Linked DNA regions of Anser cygnoides: region 2 is linked to region 1. The links are chromatin contacts, called in public Hi-C maps. All regions are on one chromosome and are shown on one strand. Each heading gives the region's core, a stretch centred on a gene start, on an enhancer-like site or on the middle of the called end of the contact. The rest is flanking DNA. Distances are from core to core; before and after follow the strand shown.

Region 1 (6,811 bases), core at 3,132-5,631:
GCTGGATTACAACCTGCACAAGGAGAGGAGCGGCAGCAACAGATTTGCAAAGGTGGGGGTTGCCTTTCACTACCTCGCCTCCCTGCACGCTACTGGGGCACTGAACTGTGGTTTGTTCTTCCTGTCCCCTGGGTCCCTGGCCTGCCATCTGCATGCAAGGCCTTGGAAATTGGGTCCGGGGGGGCTGTCTTTAGGGAGAGGTGGTCATTGTGTGTGCAGGAGGGAGATATGTGCCCTCTTACGTGGCACGTGCCTTCCTGTCGTGTTGGGGATCGGGTGCTAGTTGCAGAGAGGGACTTGCCATCACTTATGCTTTCCCCCAGTGACACCGATGCGGTGTGGCCCCTGATTTCAGCTGTCTTGTGCCCGTCTGCACCCCTGGCAGCACTGTGGGGACAGAGCAGGGGCTGGGCAGGGAGCGTCACCTCACGAGGCGGCTCTCTTCTCCCACAGGGCATGTCGGAAACCTTTGAGACCCTGCACAACCTGGTGCACAAGGGCGTCAAGGTGGTGATGGACATCCCTTACGAGCTGTGGAACGAGACCTCCGCCGAGGTGGCCGACCTCAAAAAGCAGGTACCTGCCCGCCGGGGTCAGCCCGCAGCGGCTGTGCAGGCTGGGGGAGGATCTGCGGGTGCCGGCAGGACCCAGCACGCCGCTCCCACCCCCCGCGTGCTGGGAGCTAGGCTCTCCTCTCTCCGCTAGTGCGACGTGCTGGTGGAGGAGTACGAAGACGTGATCGAGGACTGGTACAGGCACCACCAGACAGAGGATCTCTCCCAGTTTCTCTGTGCTGACCACGTGCTAAAAGGGAAGGACGCGAGTAAGTCTTTGCTGCTCCCAGGGGCGACAGGCATGTGTGGGGTGGAGCGGGGTGGCCCGGTGAGGGTGCGAGGAACCCCGCTTCTCCCTCAGGGCTTTGCTTCTCTCTGCAGGCTGCCTGGCGGAGAAGTGGACCGGCAAGAAGGGCGACTTGGCGAGCATGGGGGAGAAGCCGAGCAAGAAAAAGAGCGGGAAGAAGAAGAAGAAAACCGTGAAGGAGCAGAGTGAGGGCATCGAGAGCCTCCCCGATGCAGGGGCCACCCTGGAGGAGCACGGTGTCCAGGAGGAGGCCCCGCTCCCCCACAGCCCTGCCGACGAACTGTAGGCAGGGGCCGGGAGCCCCGAGGCACGGTGCTCACCCCAAAAGTACTGAAGGGGAAGGGGTTCGCTCCACGCTGCGGGGCCACAGACCCCGGCCAGCCCCGGCACGGACTCACCAGCCCCTGTAGGCTCCAGCGAGCCGGGGCAGGGGGCAGTTGTGGCAGGTTGAGAGGCACGGACTCTGATGTGCAGGATCGAAATGAAACTTTATTAGGCGAGTGTGCTTCTTTATATACCCTAGGTACAGAGGCCGGTAACTTTCCGGTACACGTATTAAAATACATGAGAAAATCAACAAACATACTGTGAGTAGCTTCAACAGGTGCATAACCCAGCTTCCCAACCCAAAACCACCAGGAAAATTGTTAAGCCATCCCCACTCATCGTCCTGCCTGTGTTTACCGACCTTGTCCCTGAGTTTCTGGATGCTTTCATGAATGGACACGGAATGGTCCGAAAAGTTCACACAGCACATCCCGTCGAACTCTTCACATCCGTGACTGTGGGCTAACAGTAAAAAGTCTATTGCTGCGTGATTCTGCGACGTAGCCTGTCTAACCGAGTCCACATCCATCAGTAGATTAGGTAAGGCTAAAGACGTGGCGTTGCCCTGTTTGGCAAGCCAACAGCATAGTTTATTCAGTGCGACTGAAGCTTTTGATGCCACTACTCCTGGTGCAAATAGAGGCCAGAATTATCTCTTTGCTGCTCCAAAATCCCACATCATCCCCGCGGTCCGTCTGGAAAGCACGGGTCGATGGCTTAGCGCGCCGATGGTAATTCAGAATTGTTGACGTATTTGGTGTCAGCAAGGTAAGTCTTCCCAGGCCACAAGGTCTTCCCCTCACGTGTGAGGGCATTCCTCCCCACGTGTGATCTCTGCAGGTAAAGAAGATCCCCGAGGGGAGCGCTAAAGGCACATCGGTGGAGCAGGAGATGTTCGGGCTGGCATAGTTGCACCAGGCTGTGCTATTTCTATATAACGATAGAGAGGAATTAACATTTTGTGCTACAGATTGTTTTTTACCAGTGTGATTAAAATACAAACAACTGTCCATTTTGATTGAACCTAAAAGTTCAAGCTCCTGCGGTTCACGTGGTAGCAGGGGCAAGTAAGCACCCCACCCATCCCAGTTATCAGCACAGTTTCTTACGGTGCTACACAAACCCTGTGCAGTAGGTGGAGGCCAGGTGTCTGCTGGACACCAGGCACATAGAAAAAGGGTTCCCAGGGTAGACAAGGCGAGGCACGTGGCGTCTTGGCCAGTCTTATTTGCTAGTTACCCAAATGTTCTTGGGTTGTGGCGGGATCCACACTCCGTCCACAGGTACTGTCATCGTCAGGACGGCAATGGCTGACGTAATGATGACTGGAGCCATCTCGCTGGGACCCATCTCGGCCCCGCATCTCATTTCGCTGAGCAGAATGTCGGAGTTTATGGCAGTAGGAAGGGCGCTGCGCAGAGACCTTTTGGGCCCGCATAATTTCTGCAGGCCCCGTGGAGCCGAAGCTGCATTCCCCATGAACTTCGGTCAAGCATCGCGGCACCTGGGCATCCGTCGCCAGCGGTCCCCTGGCTCCCGTTGGGATCAGGGTAATGGTATCAGAGAGTGTTACTGGCGCTTCTGCTGGTGCAGGTGTACAAGCTGGGGCTGCCAGTGCCAGGGGTGGCCTGTGTCGGCGCATGTCCTCTTGTTGCGCTGGCTCGGCATTTTTGGGGGGCATTTCCTTTTAAAGTGACCAGTTTCCCCCCAGTAAAAGCGTTTGGAGGATCTGGCGTGGAAAGCCGCAAAAGCCTACATTAAAAGGTTAACCTGATGCGGTTGGGTGTCCACCTTCTGACGCGTCTATCGTGTCCGTAAGTGCAGGATTTCGCGGGGTTTTTAAGATCCGTTGGCAATCCGCAGTAGCATTTTCAACCGCCAGCTGTTCCAACAAAACTTCCCGAGCTGCAGCAAGATCTACTTACCTGTAAAGGGCACCTAGCAGCCGCTCCAGAAATTGCATAAAAGAATCCTGCGGCCCTTGCTTCATGGTGACAGAAGACTGTGTAGGCTTTCCAGCATCTCCACATAACAGATCACGGGCTGGTCAGCCTAGGTTTTCAACTGCTTGTTGGCCCACTAGCCGGCGCCGTTGGCTAGACCGCACCATGAATCGAGTGGCTGTTGGAAGTGTTCATGCTGTAGTCTGACAGTCGTGCGGCGCCAGGACGTGCGTTTCAGACACCGACTGCAAGAAGCTCATGGTGTACGGTCACAGGAGCCCCCGCCTGTCCCCAGGTGTCTGGGTGTGTTGTTTTAGGGTATCAGACATCGTTCGCCATGCTGTGAGCAGCCCACCACTGTTCTGTCACCTCACCTGACTGAGTCCTGGAGTTTAACCCCGATTTGGTGTCAGGTCTCAGGCTTGTAGATTGAACTAGAGTCCATCCCCCACGCAAACAGCATTCTGAGATCTAGGACCGGTATAATTTTCCCATGCTTTTATCAAAATGTTTTCCATTAGAGTTAACACCGTTTTCTGTTCCTGGGATGTTTCGCTCCCCATAGTCCTCGGCTGCTTACCTCCATCCCGCAGAAGGCGATGAGTCGTGCACGAACTCGCCCCCTTTCAGCGACCCAAGTTCGCCACCTGTGAGCGAAGTGCTCCGGGCGCCTTTTGGGGCAGGGGGAGAGGCACAGCCTCCAACGTGCCGGATCGAAATCAGACTTTACTAGGCCACGTGTGCTCTTTGTGCACCCTAGGCACAGAGGCCCGGTAACTTTCCACTTGTGCCCGCAGGAGATTTTTCACGGTGCTTTCCGCAGGACCTCGTGCGTGTCACGCACACCCTCAGCGGTGCTGTTTTCGCACCAGCACTCCCTCACCCCGTACGCCTCCCTTGCTCCTCCTGGCTCTCCCCACGGCTTCCGGCCCCTCGGTTCACCCACAGTTAACCCCCCGCACGCTTCAGCCCCCCCCAGCCGCTGGCAGCCCGGGGACGGAGCCCCCGCCCCGCTCGGCTGCAACGAAGGCGTCGACCCCGACCCCCTCCGCCGCCGCCGGGCCGTGGCGCGCAGCCGGAGGGCGGGAAGAGGGCGGGCGGCGCCGATTGGCCGAGAGGGGCGGCGGGGGGCGTGGCGCGGGAAGGGGCGCGGCAGGGGATTGGCGGGCGGCGGGGGGAGTGCGGGGGGCGTGGCGAAGGAGTGGCGCGCCGGGAGGAGTGGCGCGCCCGGGGGAGTGGCGCGCCGGGAGCGGGGCCGAGGCCGGAGCGGGGCCGGGGCCGGAGCGGGGCCGGGGCCGGAGCGGGGCCGGGGCCGGAGCCGGAGCCGGGGTCGGGGCCGGAGCGGGCGGCGGAGATGGTGGACAGCGTGTACCGGACGCGGTCGCTGGGGGTGGCGGCGGAGGGGCTGCCGGACCAGTACGCGGACGGGCGGGCGGCCCGCGTGTGGCAGCTGTACATCGGGGACACGCGGAGCCGCACGGCCGAGTACCGCAGCTGGCTCCTGGCGCTGCTCCGCCAGCACCGCTGCCGCTCCGTGCTCGACGTGGCCTGCGGCACCGGGTGAGGCACCGCGCACCGGTGAGCTCCCTCCCTCCCCAGCCCCCTCCCCCCGAGCCCTCCTCAGCACCCCTGACAGCCGTGTCCCCAGGGTGGACTCCATCATGCTGCTGGAGGAGGGCTTCCAGGTGACCAGCGTGGACGCCAGCGACAAGATGCTCAAGTACGCGCTGAAGGAGCGCTGGGAGCGGCGCAAGGAGGAGCCCTTCGACCGATGGGGTGCGGGGCTTGCTGGGGCGAGGGGGAGGGGGAAGCTTGCGGGCAGGGGGTGTTGGGGGAGGGGGGGCGCTGCCCTCATACCTTCCCCTGCGCTGCAGTCATCGAGGAGGCCAACTGGCTCACACTGGAGAAGGACCTGGAGAAGCCAGGGGACGGGTTCGACGCCGTCATCTGCCTGGGCAACTCCTTCGCGCACCTGCCTGACTTCAAAGGTGAGGCCAGGGAGGGTTGGGAGGGCTCGGGGAGGGTATCACATACCCACATATACCCCTACACAGAGCCTCCCAGGAGGCTGAGAACTTTCCCTAACTCATGCCACGAGTGGATTACCCGAGGTGGCATTGCTGTGTTGCAGCGTGTCGCCAGGGAACGTGCCCCAGTTCGTGGCACGAGCGGGGCCACCGGGCCCCGGGGGTGCTGGGGCTGCGTGCGTCTGTGTCGCGTCCCTGGCAAGGCTGAAGGCACACCCAGACTCGTGCCACAAGTGGGGCTGTGGGTTCCCTGCGCTGCCCCAGCGAGGCTGAGAACGTGCCTGAGCTCATACCGTGGGTGGGGCTGTGGGTTCCCTGAGCTAAGAGCTGGGGGGGGGGGGGGGGGGGCAGTGATTTGTATGTGGGTGAAATGAGGGGGGTGGTGGTGGTGGTCCTGTGGATACGAGGGCACAGCCCCTGCCTGGGGACGCTGCGGTTCCCTCCCCGCAGGGGACCAGAGCGACCACAAGCTGGCCCTGAGGAACATCGCCAGCATGGTGCGGCCCGGGGGCGTCCTGGTCATCGACCACCGCAACTACGACCATATCCTGGCCACGGGCTGCGCGCCGCCCGGCAAGAACATCTACTACAAGGTGGGCGGCTGCCGGACCCTGCCCTACCCCAGGCCCCTCTGCCCCAACCCCATTCCCTAGCCCCTTCGCCAGGTCCCCGAGGGGCCCGGGGAGCTGGGCTGTGCCTGGTCTGGGGGCAGCCGAGTCCCCGCAGGACACAGCCGGCCTCCTGCGCTCCCCAGAGCGACTTGACCAAGGACATCACCACCTCGGTGCTGCTGGTGAACAACAAGGCCCACATGGTGACCCTGGACTACACTGTGCAGGTCCCCCCGACGGAGGCGGGGGCCTCCCCGGAGCTGAGGTGAGAGGGGGCCGCGAGGGCGGTTCCTGGCCGGCACCGAGCCCCCGGCCTCACCGCCGTTGCCTCCTTGCAGCAAGTTTCGGCTCTCATACTACCCGCACCGGCTGGAGGCCTTCACGGCGCTGCTGAAGGGTGCCTTCCAGGGGAAGTGCCAGCACAGCGTCCTGGGTGACTTCCAGCCCTACACGCCGGGGCAGGCCCACATCCCCTGCTACTTCATCCACGTCGTGAAGAAGACGGCATGAGGGGGCTGCGGAGACGGGACTGTGGTGGTGGAGAGCTCCGAGCAGCTCTGGGGACAAGCAGGGGGCTGGGGACATCGCCGTGAGCTGCCTGGGAGCCCCCTCCTGTTAATTAAGAGCACCTGTGAGAGCTACCGGAGCCCGTGGTCCGTGTGTCCGTGTATGGGGCGAGTCACCTTCTGCTACGGGGGGACCTGGGTGCCCAGGGAAAGGAGTGCCAGACCTTGGGGGGAGTACGGGGGGGGGGGGTCACGGGCGCAGCCTCACCCCCTCTCTCTGCCCCTCGCTGCTGCCAGTCGCCAGGAGGCCCGCGTGGGCTGGCTCCTGGGTGGCTGTGCATCCCCACCGCTGCACGCCTGCTGCAGCACCGCTCGCGGGGGAGGCCAGCAGACACCCTTCTCCCTCGCACCTCCACCCCCCCCTTTTCCTGACGCTGCTCTCAGCCCTGGTCCCTTGGCACGGCTGCAGCACCCTCCTTGCCCGCCCTGGGGAAGAGGTGGTGGCCACATCCAGCAGGGCGTCGCGGTCACGGCCG
Region 2 (7,569 bases), core at 1,481-3,980, 640 kb before region 1:
GCCCATCCACAAGCTTCACCATTGTCATGGTTATTGTGGTATGTGGCTTTTTGTGTAAAGTCAGAGGGAAGGCTAACTATGATGAAGTTTACTCAGGCTTGTTAAACATCCAGCTCTAATTTTGACAGGGGCAGTCACTGCTATTACCTGGAGGTAGGAGATAGCACAGAGGAATTGCCCTCTGAGGGAGAGTGCTTCTACTGGCGTGCAGCTTCTGGGCTATGCAGGGTGTTGTAGGATACAGTGCTCCCTTCCACACATGGTAAATTGGGAGTCTGGCTTTTTCTGTTCCATCTTGGGAAGGAGCAGATGTTTTTCTTTTTTACCCTCGCAACAGATGCACGGATCCTGAGGAATCCAGCTATGTGCTCAGCATTAGGGAGCAGGGAGGTGATTCATGTCCTTGGACAGCAGTCGCGCTTCTCTGCTTACAGAGAAGTGAAGGTGCTTGCTGGGATGGTGCAGGTCAAGTGGCTAGAACCAGGCCCATGGGTGCTGCAGGTTTCTGGCTGTTTCCAGCAGAGCTGGAAGGTAAGACAAGAACAGAGCTGTGGATTTGGGTCAGTGCAAACCCAGAAGGGGTTAGCTTAACCCAGAAGGTAGCTGGATTAGGAAGACCATGGTCTTGGTATGGTGAGTTCGCAACGGGTGGGGCATGTTAAAATGAGAGCATTTGGGGATGGGTGAAATAGGTGTCAATTGTACTCAGGGTGTAGGCAGCATCTGGGCATTGGAAAACTGCAGGTGGGAACCAACCTGGTCAAGTATGATAAGCTGATAAACGTGTCCTGTTGCGTGAGATTGCTATTTCAAGTGGTGCAAGAAACGAGGAATTCAATAAAAGTGTTCTGTAGCCACAGAAAGGGTATGATTAAGGGTCAAGTGTGCTTGGAAAAAGAGCTGTTTTACTCTGATTTATGCAAGTACTAATGATTCTAGGGAGACACATCACATGCTAAGGGTGGTGAACCGCGAAGAGAACAGTTCCTGTGCCTTTGGGATACAGAAAGCCCAGGGAAGCTGTGAGCATGGATTGTGTATGCTAAGTTATTGCTGGTTTTGTGATGCTCACAGTGGTTCTGCAGCTATGACTAGCTTCACGAGCCTGAGAAACTGCTAAACACCCTGGTCCTGGCTGGAGGGAGAAATTCAGCTGCAGTCTGAGTTATCTTGGGATGATTACTGGTGTTTTAATTAGGTTTATCACCACTAGTGTTTTTTTTCTATGTGCTCCCGATTTTTTTCAGCTTCTCTCTTCTCTGCTCTATCCCGTTTCTTCTTGATTCCACGCGCTTCAGGGGTGCTCAGCTCTGATCTGAGGCCCTGTCCTCCAGTAGCTTTGTAGCTGTGTGCTACGCTTCTGATGGCAGCAAATGTGAATTTCACTACATGTGGAGCTAGGAAGATTCTCCTGGTGGGTATTAATAGCCTCTGGCACCTGCAGCCTCTCTTAAAAGACGGGGAGGAACAGCTTGCTTGCTTGTGCTGTGAAGCAAAGAGCTCCGCAGAGGTCCCATTCTTGAGCGTAGCTTTGAGTACTCTCCTGCTATCCCAGCACTTGCTGCTGTGCCTGAGCGATCAGCTCTGAGTTATTTCAGCTTGTGCTCCTGAGAAACACCTGCGTCACTGCATGGTTACAGTGGAATAGCTGAACTGGCTTTGAAATGTGTCCATTTGCAGCTCACTAGTCACTGGGGAATGAATACCAGCTCTGGTGATCCGTTTTAATCCCTCAGGTCGTTGCCTGGTTCTGGCTTTAGACCTGCAGCTGGCTGGTTTCTGGAAACGTGCTTTATCTGCTATCAAACACTGTCCAGTGGCTGAGCTCTGGTGTGGGCTCAGCCTTGCTTTCTGTTTACTTTTTATATTACAGAGCTGATGAGAAGGCCCAGCTGAGATCAGAGTCCATCTCAGCTGGGTTTTCGTGCTTGCGTGCTAAAAATAACCCCTGCTGGGACAGCCTTATGATTTGAACAGACCAGCAAGAACAGGACCCCTTTTGCAGGGGAGGGGATTCACGGAGAGCATGGAAAAGGTGACTTGCCTGTCATCCCACAGGGAATGTGCAGCAGAGGCAGAAATTTAACTTGGATCTAAAATCCCCGTCCAGGGGCTCCCGCTGTCTCGATCTGCTGCTGCTGGAAGCAGCCAAATGAGTTTGTGATTTCAGTTTGACTGCCCCTTGGCCGCGCTTTGCTGCTCTTCTGTGGAAACGTGGTAACTGCTGGTGTGACTGTTCCGTGTCCAGCCCAACGCAGTGAAATGTGTCAGCCTAAGTGGCTTTTAGTGCTCTGTTTTGTGGGTCTGTTTTACTTGGCAGCGGCATTGCAAGGTCACTTTTTGCAGGGAGGGTGGCGGAGTCCCAGGCGCTTGGAAATGCATTGCAAGTACTTTGCTGCTGATACCTCAGCTTCTTGTCAACACTGAAAGGCAGAGTGCAGCGGCCAGGTCGTGTGTGCTTACTGCTTATAACACCTTAACTTCTTTTGGGTAAGGCTATAGGACTGTCCCTATCAGTTAAAGGGATTTTAATTCATTTTCTGTTTCTTTTGTTTAGCATAAATTTACTGTTACTTACCAACTTTCCTAAGCCTGTTCTTTATGAAACATGCCTCTGACAGTCTGATTCACTGGTATAAAAAATGAGTGAAAAGTATTTTAAGGTTCCTTTTTGATGCTAGCCTACTGCCTGCTTTGAAACCAATTTACTACTTTACTGCGTCTGTTTTAGTTTGGATCAGGTTTGTTCTGATAGAAACCACCCAGGCCTCTCTCATAAGGCAGCACAGGTTTAGTTTGCACCTGTGGCTCAGCTCAAAAACTTACCTCAGGTTTGGCTTCATTTAGTCAGCGGCTCCCAGCTCTTTCTTGAAGTACTCCTCCTGGAAGGTCTTGCTCAAAAAAACCCTCGTCTTCAGGCATAAGAGGTTAATGAGCGATTCAGCAGAGCTACGCTAGTAAAGTTGTCTAATTAAATTTGGTCAGTGAAAGATGTAGTTTCATCACAAGCTTGCTGCCACTGAAAGGGGATGGCCTCACTTCCCCTCCTGTTTTGTTCCTATTGCTTCCCTTGGGCTGGTCCTGATGTTCGTGTGGCCGTGTGCCAAGCTGATGTAACTCACTAAAATGGCATGAGATGGGCCAAAATGGAGGTGGGCCAAACCAAAGATGGGCCTGTCGCCAGCTCAGTGTACTGAATCTGTGTTCCTGCAGCAGAGCAACACGCAGGCAGGCCGAGAGGGGATGAGAAGGGGAGACTTTGCAGGGAAGGCTTAGCTCAGCTCTGCTTTGAAACTCTTGGACCAGTGCTTCCTTTTCGGGAGGGACTTCTAAACCTGCAGGGGGAAAATGTGGGCCACGTAACCCCAAGGCTGTCTGCATGATGGGGACTGACTCCGAACTGAGAATCGTGCCTTGTTAGCAAAGGCTTTGGAAGGTGGTTAGTCAGCTCTAGCTGGGAGGTGACGGTGTTGGTGCCTTCTTCAGAAAGATTAGTTTCTGAAGTACTAGTAGGGATTGAGATCAGTTTCTGAAGTACTGGTAGGGGTTGGGAATAGCTTCCCATGCGTGGGCAGTTGCAACGCTGGAGATTAGCCCCATTCACGAGTGGTTCCGGACCGTGGACGTGGAAAACATCAGCGAGCTGAAGCTGGGAGCGAACAGGCAGTGCCACTTTAAAATTTTTCATTCTGCTGTGGAGATTATTGGCACGGCCTCCTTCAGTAAATGCAAGGTTGTTGCCATGGAGGACAGGAAATCCCTCGTCTGCACAGAGAAGGAAAACATTGGAAACTGTCCTACTGTAAAGCACAGCTGCCTCTGTGGGGGAAGAGGGGTGCTTGCTAGCATGGAGTGTTTTCCAAAGGTCTCGGTTTTGTCTGCAGATCTTTGCACGTTTGCTCCGTCTCAGTGTGCTTCTTGTGTGTTTGAAGAGGCGATGGACAAAGGAAGTGGGAGCAGCTGGTTAGGACTAGTCCTAAGTGCCCTGATTAATGTGAGAAGCAGAAGGGATTTTCTCTTGGGAGTAAGATATTTAGCAAATTTACACTATTTGCCTCTTACTTTAAATCCACAGTTCCTCTTATTCCTTTTTTTTTTTTTTTCCTCTACTGTTTGCAGAGGAAGGTCTCTGCCTTTTCTTCCACTGGGCCGCCTAAAGCAGGAGGCATTTCTGCAGTGGCGGGTCTGTATTCTTCACCTGGCAGTCTGAGGCATGTCCTGGCTGCTGCTGCTGGAGGCAGGGGCAGCAGTCTGGGCCATATTTGCGGCTCTAGGAGCTGGCTGGTTCCTGCAGACGCCTAGGTGGTGAGAGCTGCCCTGTCCCTGAGGGACAGGGAAGAAGTGAGATTTGAGAAGGATCTTTCAGGACGTGTTAGCACCATCCTTCCAGTGCAGGCTCTGTGAGAGGACCCAGTTCCTGCAGGAGCTGAGACCAGATAAGTCCGTGGGGGCTAATTAGCTTCGTTGAGCCATCGCTGTTAGCTTCAAGTTACGTAAAGGTTGGGGTGCTTGGTTGCTGCTAGGTGCAACCACAATACCCACGACCAATATTTGTCTGTCTTTCCCATCGTCTGCCTCAGAGGCCAGACCAGCAGATTACCACTGATGCACACCAGTGGTTATTGATAATCTGCAGAGGGGCCACTGGATCAGGAGTTTCCCTCCCTTCAGAAACAGGTTTGTCTGTTCAGGTCTGGTTCTGTCCCATTGCTGTCCTGTCTGTCCACACTGTTGTAGTCCTGAGTTGTGGTAGGTGATGAACAGAAGCAGGTAGAGAAAATCCTGGCTGACTCATGGAGCTTTAACCTCTGCTTGGCAGTGTTTTCTGGGCCAAATTTTTATGCTGACATTCACGAAGCTGAACTTGCTGTTGCAAGGCTCCAGAGGATACTTCTGCATTGTAGCCCGTGGTGTTATACAAGGTGTCCTGGCTGGAGAGGAAAGGCAGCTTGTGCTTTTCAGCTCCTCAGTACACACCAGTCAGTGTTGACTTGTAACATGGTATGTTTAAATGAGCCGTGTGCTTCCTAATGCTGTATGCTGTTAAATCAGCAGCAATGCCTCTGGGTTATGTCTTGGGGGTTGCTCATAGGGATGGTGTGGGTGAAGCCGAGCACCTTTGACAAGCAACGTGATGGGAACAGCATCAAAAACTCAGGGCTCTGGTTGAGGGGTGAAACTCCCAGATCTTCCCTAAAGCGACTCCAGGATTTCCCTGGCAGCTGTTCCTGGACTTGCCACAGCCCAGCTTTTTTGCAGTGCAGGATGATGTAATCCTAGTTCAAACAAGCCTCTTGCACGGTTTCTTCTCATATTGGGAGAGGAGGCTGGAGTGTCTTCTGATGTAACCTGGCATCATGTTGACTTGCACGGATGCAAGGCTGATTTACACCGATGGGGTTCCATGGCCGTGTTTGTCTAGCTCTGAACATGGTTGCTTTTGACGTCTGTCTGGAGTCAGTATGCAGTGACCTGATTCACATCTTCCTTTTATGACTGACCACAAAGCACCACCACCTCCTTTCTATACCAGCCCTCCCTAGGTATATTTGCACAAGTCACTTCCCACCCTCTGTGCTGCTTTATTTTCCCATTGATAACTGACAGTGTGTTTATATGTCTTCACTTTGACGTGCTTCCTCTGCCCAGATGGGAGACCAGGCTTTTTAAACTTAGCTGGGGCCTGTTTATTTGCATCTATCTACTGCAGAAAGTTTTTTGCAGCCCTGGGATGACCTTCTAGGTCTGGGCTGGAACCATTTGGCCTGCTGGTGCAGGTCCTGTCTCAGTTTCTTTAAGGCTGCCAGTTCTTTGTGGAGTTTCAGCCCTATGCCCCGTGAGACATGCAAGGTGACGCAGAAGCTGGTCACTGACATTGACAAGATGATATAAAAAAAACTTGCCTGTCCTTCCTGTGTGCAAAGAGAAACAAAATGTAGGAATTCAAGGCAGTAAATGAAGACGGTGATGGTGTAGCTTATCTTCAGTTTGGTTGTCAGCGACAACTGTTCTGGCAACTGTGTGCTGTGTGGAGTCTGTCTTTTATTTTCTGGAGGGGCCAGGCCACCCTTCGGTAAGAAGGAGGAGGCAAAGGAGCATGGCTCTGGGGAGACTGAATGAATTGTGTGTCACATTAGGCCCTGGGACAGTGTCTCCTTGTCCTGTGGCAAGGCTTGGCAAAAGCGCAGCCAGGGTTAGCACTGCTGCAGGAGGAAGCAGGGAGGTATTAGTAGTGGAGCCAGTGATGCAAAACAGGGTGGCTGGGTGTGCTTCTGCCCCATCTTTTCTACGCGTGCAGACACTTATAAGTCCTATAAGGCACTTCCAGGGTCTCTGGAGAGGGTGACTTTTACAAAATCCTTGTGCTCGCATTGCACCAAGCACAAAGTGTTACGTGGGGCCTGGATGCTGCAAGCAGCTCAACCCTGGGGAGAGGGGAAGAAGGAAAATGCACTGTTTATTTGCTGCCCTTGGAACTGCGCATGTAATGTTTGCCTGCTTGAGTGAAATTGCAAGCTGGAGGATCTGTTCTGAAGGAAGAAAGATGACGCTTGGCTGAAAAACTTTCCTGAGGCAGGGTAATTTAGTCTACAGAAACTGGTTAATCATAGGAGCTATGTGGTGTGTGAGTATGCAAATCCCGAACCACCACAGCTCCCTCAGTGCACACAACAACCAGAGGGAGGTACAATGAAAACAGGGAGTTCTCTGTGGGAGACAAGCATCCCTGTGTCTTAGTGGGGAAATCTTTGCAAATAAACCACCTGGCTGTGTTTGGTTACAGAGGAGCTAAAAATAGGAGCAAGGACGCTGAGGCTGGACACCCTGGCTGGTAGCTGATGAGAGATGGATTACTTCAGTGAAAGACAGAGGTAGCGACAGCTTCCTCCCCTCTTTCCTCCCGGGCTTCACCCATGGCAGAAAGGACGTAGGAATCGTGTTATCACACGTTAGTGTCGTGCTGTTGAGCATTCCTGCTCGGTGTCCGGTGCCCCACTGGCGGACGGGCTGTCTCCTTGCTCCTCTTGGTGCTATGTCTGGTACAACATGGAGCAGTGGGCCCAGGGTCTCCTCTCAGCTCCCCATGGGCCAGACGGACAAAGCACTTTTGGGGAGACTGCAGGAGGTTCAAAGATGGACCACTTCTTCTGAAAGCACATCAGAGAGGAGGAAATGGGAGGCTTGAGGGCACCCCCTGCCCTCTGCCAGCCCTGGTGTGCCGCTCTGTGCGTGAGCAGGGCCTGCCAAAGCCGTGCGATAAGGCAGTCCTGCAAGGAGGCGTGTTTGCCGAGCTGTGTGCTGAAATTGCCCAATCCTTGTTTAAGTGGCTGCCGGGTGGCTCTGCAAAGTATAACGAAGCAGGTGAAGGAGAGGTGGGCAGGGGGCTGCCCCCAGGTGACTGCAGAGAGGGGCCAGCATGCCAGTGGTGTTGGGGTGCTGCTGCCTCACAAAGTTGGCCAGAAGAGTGGCAGCGCTTCCCAGCAAAGTAGTAACGTGACTTCTCACAGCTCAGCACTTGTTTTCCCTTGCTGCTCACAACACTGGAATAAATTGAGGATCCCCTGGTTG

Evidence for each region. A called contact is a pair of places that touch in the nucleus more often than the background predicts.
Region 2: a Hi-C map of liver shows a contact between it and region 1, with 9 times the contacts expected there. The contact joins the enhancer-like site here to the promoter of GNMT in region 1. A contact is called at or near these places in 2 of 7 Hi-C or Micro-C datasets (both in liver).

The regions. Positions count from the first base shown.
Region 1 is chr3:14,434,467-14,441,277 of Taihu_goose_T2T_genome, reverse strand. It overlaps GNMT (glycine N-methyltransferase), which reads left to right and starts at 4,381. Exons shown (of 6, transcript XM_066993522.1): 1 at 4,381-4,691; 2 at 4,780-4,907; 3 at 5,006-5,119; 4 at 5,609-5,751; 5 at 5,913-6,034; 6 at 6,108-6,415. The coding sequence starts at 4,486. The coding sequence ends at 6,279. CNPY3 (canopy FGF signaling regulator 3) reads left to right here. Exons shown (of 6, transcript XM_066993521.1): 3 at 1-52; 4 at 454-576; 5 at 706-823; 6 at 936-2,198. The coding sequence ends at 1,147.
Region 2 is chr3:15,070,477-15,078,045 of Taihu_goose_T2T_genome, reverse strand. No RefSeq gene overlaps it. Among named protein-coding and RNA genes, the nearest start is that of SNX5, 21 kb to the left of the region's middle. Within about 2 kb of position 2,730, at least 2 of the 3 cell types and tissues checked have open chromatin away from gene starts, as enhancers often do. A contact at or near this core is called in liver, where this site is marked.